2 separate regions of the Capsicum annuum genome follow, and region 1 is linked to region 2. The links are chromatin contacts, called in public Hi-C maps. All regions are on one chromosome and are shown on one strand. The core of a region is the stretch at or near the end of the contact, and the rest is flanking DNA. Distances in the headings are between cores, read along the strand shown.

Region 1 (3,732 bases), core at 527-3,026, 530 kb after region 2:
AGAAGTTGTCTAGGCTTTCATTGACTTCTCTTTTTTTTCCTTCTCAAGGAATTCTAACTCATCATCATTGTAGTCACTATCTACAAGCTCATTTTCATCCTTCTCTTCTTCACTTGATTCACTATCATTTACTATATCTACTATTGCAAGGAAAGGTCCATTATGTTGACTAATGTCAAAAGCTATGACAATATTTCAATCTCCTCAACAACAAATAATTAAAGCTTAAGAAAAAATAATTGAATAGACAATGCAGTTTGTAAAGTTCTAATTCCTGCATCACCCTCAACTAGATAATACCCACTAAATGGCTCTATACATAGCAACTGCTTCACCTTACTAAAACTTAACTTTTCAGTGTATTTTGAACATATATCTATCTATATATAAGAGCAAATCTGGATCATACCATTTTCTATATGAGTCAAGTTTTCTTAAGTAGGTAAGTTGAGGAGTAAGGATCCATTTTTCTTCATAGTTAAAGACAACGTCAACTATTTCAACCATTCTTTAAAGAGTTCACAGGACAAATATAAAACAAAAAGACAATGACTTATCATAAATCAATAAAAAAAAAATAAAAAATAAGGAATCTTCAAATATCTTATGTCAAGACAATAATAAAGAATAAAGAGATAAGGACCACATCAAAAATGCAACATCAAAAATAAATTAAAAAGGATTACTTTTCTTGATAAAAATATCACATACTTAATCACCATAAATACATTAAACTATGACATACCTAACAATCCATCGTAAAATTATGAAAGATAAAGAAAAATACACGAAATAAATGTTGAAAAAATAAGTCTTTCATTTGAGAGAATATTAGAAAAATCCTAATTCGAGACAAGTAAATGAAAGCATAAAAGTCTTGCTACTTTAAAAAGTCACTACAACATGCATATGACACATGTAACAACATAGAAATATCAATATACATTGAATCGCGACAATATTGAAATATAAAAAGAAAATCTAACTGAAAATACTAAAAAAAATCTTACTTGAAAAGGAATAAAATTACTCTTGAAGTCTAAGATCTTGTTGTTTGAGATATTCAAGAATGTTACTTCAGCAGTCTATGCTTTCGATTAGTAGAGAAGAAGCGAGAAAAATAAAGAAAAATAAAGAAAAAAAGCATGATTGATATTAACTTAGAAATTTTTTAGATTTAAAGCAGATAGTTGATCGAATTATTATGTTTGGGTGGATAGTGAATTGGATTAATAGGTTGGGGCGGATCAGAAGTTTAAAGATAAAATTAATTATTAATTAATTAATAAAAAAAACATCACTAATAGAGTGAAGTTAAATTGACTAGTTAAATAAAAGAGTCAAATAACCTCAATAGATAGACAAAAAAAATAATTCAGCCTCAATAAATAAAAAGCATATTTACCCTATTTCACATAATTGCAGGCCGGATGACCCAAATCGCTATCACTGTGTGAGCTAGAAAACAAGTTTTTTCGGGACTTTGAATTAAAAAGGACAAAGAAGTTATCCAATTAAATAAAAGTTCTTCAAGTTTTTAAAATTAAATGAGAGGAACAATCTTTTTTTAATTTTTTTGTTAAAGCTTTTTCGTCTCAATAACTTGTTTCAGTTGTAGAATAATTTTGGTAGTTGTTCAACAATTTTTCGGAGTTGTTCAACAACTATACAAGTTGTTCGACAACTGCCGTAAATTGTTCAACAATTGCGCGAAGCTATTCAGATAACTAATGTAATTGTCCAATAAGTATACCAATTGTGCTTAATATTTTTTTAATAAATTTATGGGACCCACCTACCCCTTTTCTTTATTGACTCATTTTTCTCAGCTTTTCCTTCTGGAACAAATCTCACCCCAAATTGGATCGAACTCCGGAAGCAGTGGTTAATGGCGGAGTCAGAAACCCCAAATCGGAGCCCCGAAATCCGGAAAGACAGAGTCAACAACAGGTGGGTCCTGTTTTCGCCGGCGAGATCACGCCGACCATCGGACTTCAAAGCGAAATCGAACCCACAACCTAACAATCAAACCGAATGCCCATTTTGCGCCGGCCACGAGCACGAGTGTGCGCCGGAGATATTCCGTATCCCAGCAGATTCCACCAACGATTGGAAAATCAGAGTTATCCAAAATCTGTATCCGGCAGTCAGCAGAGAATTGGATTTCCAAAATTCAGTTTCTGTCATAGGTGATGTAGCAGTCAGTGGATTTGGGTTTCACGATGTCGTTATTGAATCGCCGATTCATTCAGTAAATTTGAGCGATCTGCCGCCGGTTGAAGTTGGGGAGGTCTTGCTTGCTGCTAAGAAGAGGATCGAGCAGCTTCGGAATTGTGAGTCTATCAAGTATGTTCAGGTTTTATTCTCATCCCCTTTCAAAAGGCATGAGTGGTCTTGAATATCAATTTGTCTTTAGTTGATTTGGTATATGTATTCCTTGTTTCGGTATGATTTTAAATTAAGTGCATTGAAAAACTAATTAAAAATAGCACATACCATAAATTTTAGAAGCTAAAAGTGTTCAACAAAATGTATATTACGAAACCATTTGTCAAAAATTGCATGTTCAAATTCGAAGTCGGTCGGTTAATATTTGCTTGGAAACGTGTTTGACACTAATTTGAAAGTCTACTGCAATGTGAATTCTTTGGGTGTAGTGAATGGAAAGGTTTGAATATATACTTATTTCTAGTCTTTTAGGTGATTAATGGGTTCATTTCCATGTTTAAAGATACTTGGTGATTAATGTGTTTATTTCCATTGATTTGGAAGCTTTCTTTTTTTTGGGGGGGTATGGGGGGATACAAATGAAATAGGGAGTAAACGTTTGTGGTATTTCACCTCCATTTTTGAGACATTGTGGGTAATTCTTTTATGTCGTACTCTGGCAACATGTTTTGTCATTTATCATTTCTTTCTATATATGGAACATTTCATTTTCATAGATAAATTATTGATATGAATAGTGCAGGTAATAGAAAACCGGTTATTCTTGAACGTGTCAGAATTGTAAGAATTTTTGAGGTTCTTATTTACTTGAAAGGTTAATCTAGCGATAAATGAGTCACTAATGAAAGTGACTCCTTTATTCCTAGATTAAACTTTCAAGTAAATAAGAACCTCAAGAATTCATTGTTAGTTACTGTATACTTCCAACATAAGTTCTAAAAATTTCATACTGTTAATCCCTTGAGGAATATCATTCCGGCTAACAGTTTTATAATAAGTACATAGGTGAAGTACTTTAGAGGTAGATTATGCTAATCTGCACAGGGGCTTGTGATACGTCACTCTCCATCCATTTTGTGTGAACTGGTTGATTGGCATGGTAGATTATTTTGAGTTTGTTTTTCAAGTGACAGGAGAAAAGCAAGGTGGTATTTGAATGAAGTGTGTTTGATAGGGTAAATAGCTAAAATCTCACAATTGACTGTCAATTTTGAACAATTTAATGAAAGGACACTTGAAACTTGTAAATGTTGTGGTATCAAGTTGAAGATCCAAACTGCAATCCATTTCTGAAAACTGGTTATTTTCTCTTTGTCAGCTTCTCATTTTCATTACGCACTTGATTCCTGTTCGCCAAATGCTCTTACTCTAAAATGTGTACTCCTAAGGTAGTAAGAGAACTGGTTAATTAACATGAAACTTGAGATGAATGAGCACAATGGAGATAGTAGCGGTTCCTTATCTGATCTAATGCCTTTTATATCATTATATATGTGCAAAAAG
Region 2 (3,240 bases), core at 101-2,600:
AAATGTCATTGACCTCATTGTAACTTTGTTTTATTTTCTGGCATTTGGAAAATTTTAGATTGTGATGCAGTTATATATGGTGAAGCTAATCTAATCTCCTTTGCTCTCTCTGTTGTATGTTATTTTTTCAGTTTTTAATCAGAAAACACTATACAATGCTTACAAGAAGCGGACCAAGAATGTTGCTATTGATGTAGATGAGTACAATAAAATGAAGGAAGCTGATCCAGAATTTTATCGAGAAGCTTCCAGTCTCCAGTATGGGAAGGTAGCTTCAGCCATGATCCCTAGCTTTGTTTGTTTTTATCTATTTCAGACTTCAGAGAATGGGTTAGCTACACTAACATCTTTCAATTGTACAGGCACCAAAATTGTCAGACGACAAGATAGAGAGGATGGTGAAGGAGCTCAAGGACAGGGATGAGAAGCGCCAATCATTTAGTCGGAGGAGAAAATTCCATGAAGAGAAAGACATTGACTCTATCAATGATCGTAACGAGCACTTCAATAAAAAGATTGAGCGTGCCTTTGGAAAATACACCTTGGAGATCAAGAATAACCTTGAGAGAGGAACTGCTTTGCCTGATTAAGGTATTAGCATATGATGTCGATGTGTACTTTTCTGTATCTTAGAGCAGTCTTGTGATGGGGATGTTCCTTGATGCTGTTGCTTTCCTGTATCATGATTTCAGCTAGCGTCAATTACTATCTCTCAACCTGATGCAAATCCTTGATGGTTGTTGATAATGGTTCATATTGTAAATCCCATTATTTGCAAGAAACTTTTTAATATAGACCAGAAAAATGTCTTTTTTCCCTTCCTAAATGAAAAGTTTTGAATAGGGAAATGATCTATTAAATGTATGAGCTTTCTTTCTGAATAGAGAAATGATCTATTAAAGGTATGAGCTTTCTTAGTGACATAGGATTATTACTGATTGTTTGAAAAATAAGCTGGAAGTATTCTATAGGAAGTATTCTATCTTTGTGTAGACAGATACTGGCAATGAAGAATTTCTATTTCTTAGCAATTTATGCATCCAATTCAGAAGGTAGAGGTACTTATTCTTGTTTATGCGTTGCACTGGTCATGTCGACTATGTTGCAGCATCAGGTGCTTAAATTTCTTGCGGAGGGTTGAGCAACCGAACGATTTTTTCAATGGTTTGGCCGGATCTGCACAAAGTTCGCTCGTAAATGGCTGAGTCATTTAGTAGAAAGGAATACCCGAGGGTACCTCATTTATGTTGATATAAATCATTTGTGGGTTTTAGTTATGCAATTTTGGGTTTTGCTCTTACTGAAGCTATTGCCTTGTAGGGTGCTGGTGTTACCCGATTTTCAAAGGCATTTTGCAAAAACCTTTCTTGATACTAGTAAGGTTCATCCATAGCTAAGATGTCTCTACTTGTAGGCAGAGACGGGAGTAATGGGCAGTTTTAGACTAATGATTTTTTAATCATCCACAAAGCATTACTTTCGACGGCTTCCAATTGAGTGAACCATGAGCACTTGGTCATTGTACCACACCATTGGCATAAAACAGTTCTTATTTCCACTTTCTTGCATAACGTTGTGTTGGTTGAATATGAAAATAACTAGAGAATCATGAATGACACACGGTACCATTTTTTTTCCTATATCCAAATTCGAATGAGCGGTTGTTTTCCTTAATTCTCAGTTCGGCTCTCGTCTTAAATTATTGTAATTGAATCTGTTGGCCCAAAAAGAGAGAGGAAAAGGAGAAAACTTCCCACTAAACCAACTTAGGGTTGTTTGGTAGGGTGTATAGGATTAGTGTGAAATATTGTGTATTAATAATATTTGAAGTAGTAATTGTGTTAGTTACGCTTGCATAAGTTATGTTTTTATTTTATGCAGTGTTTAGTTTGGTATACTAAAAATAACGTAAATCGCATAATTTCTGGAAAAAAATATCTTTCATAAGTATGGTGGAAAATATTTTGAGGGATAATTGTGATTGAATCATACTAATGCATGCATTAGAATTCATTGAATTATTAATACCATAAATATCTATGCATTAGTAATATATTTCATAATATCAAATAGAGTGTATAACTAATACAAATATTAGTAATACACAGGATAAAAAAGTACACCAAACAGGATAGTAGTAATATACAAAGCTAATACAAGCATTAATTTTTTTAAGAGAGAAGTATCAATTACTCCTTGAAGTTGTTACGTTTTATTCATAATACACCTGAACTTTGAATCGTCTTAAGTACCCCCGAACTTGTTGTTTTAGTACATCGGGTGGCCCTTTTAACCTACATGGCAAAATGAGTGATTTCAAACTCCATCACGCACGTGATGGAGTTAATTTTTTGCCAAATCAACACCTTTCAACGAAAAAAAAAGAACCCCCCCCCCCCCCACCTTTTTCTTTTTAATTTTTCAAAAACTTCAAAGCCTCCTCTCTCTTCTCCTCTTCCTATTTATTATCCCTCTTCCTCCATCACTTTTAAAATATATAAAAAAAAAATTGTTCAACTACTTCTATTTTACCTACTTAAATTAGGGGTGTGCATGGATCGGTTTGGTTTGATTTTTATATTATCGGTTCAATTTATCGATTTTCAATTTTTAAATGCGCTAAATCAATAACCAAACCAATAAGATATTTTCTTATCGATTTTCGATTTATCGATTTTTAATCCTTAACGATTCGATCTTCGATTCAACCGATAAGAAAATACTCATAAAATAGAAAGAGTAGTAACTAACATGAAAATAAACTGGATCTTAATTGCAGTGTAAAATAATAATTTAGTATAATCTAATTGGGTTATCAGTTTATCCAATAACCCAATAAAAAAAATTAAATCGAACCAATAACTCGATAGTTTTTTTTTATAAAATTATTAACCCAATAACTATAAATCAATAACATTTTTATCGGTTCTATTTTTGTACACCCCTAACTTAAATTGTGATTTCTTAGTCCATTAATTATAATAGAAAACGTATTTGTGTATGTGAGTCTCCTCAAATCCTAATCGAAACAGTAATCGAAAACTACTATGAAACACTAATCGGAAAAAACAATCTCATATTTTTAACACAAAAAAAAAAACATAATATTTTTTTTATAATAACTTACTTGATCGACCAAAATTCAGCCTTTCACTATTTCAGAGCAGAGAAAAACACAAAAATATAATATTTTTTAAAGAAAAATTGAATAATTAAGGATAAAAGTAAATTATTTTTTTA

What was found. Hi-C and Micro-C count contacts between places; a contact is called where the count stands out from the background.
Region 1: a contact with region 2 is called in a Hi-C map of leaf, with 6 times the contacts expected there. The contact joins the promoter of LOC107845778 here to the enhancer-like site in region 2. A contact is called at or near these places in 3 of 5 Hi-C or Micro-C datasets (bud and leaf).

The regions. Positions count from the first base shown.
Region 1 is chr10:38,471,219-38,474,950 of UCD10Xv1.1, forward strand. LOC107845778 (ADP-glucose phosphorylase) reads left to right here and starts at 1,777. Exons shown (of 3, transcript XM_016690260.2): 1 at 1,777-2,356. The coding sequence starts at 1,889.
Region 2 is chr10:37,946,426-37,949,665 of UCD10Xv1.1, forward strand. It overlaps LOC107845782 (pre-mRNA-splicing factor syf2), which reads left to right. Exons shown (of 8, transcript XR_007046172.1): 5 at 132-268; 6 at 363-591; 7 at 1,109-1,233; 8 at 1,321-1,640. Among protein-coding and RNA genes, the nearest start is that of LOC107845782, 10 kb to the left of the region's middle. Within about 2 kb of position 1,351, at least 4 of the 5 cell types and tissues checked have an H3K27ac peak or open chromatin away from gene starts, as enhancers often do. A contact at or near this core is called in bud and leaf, where this site is marked.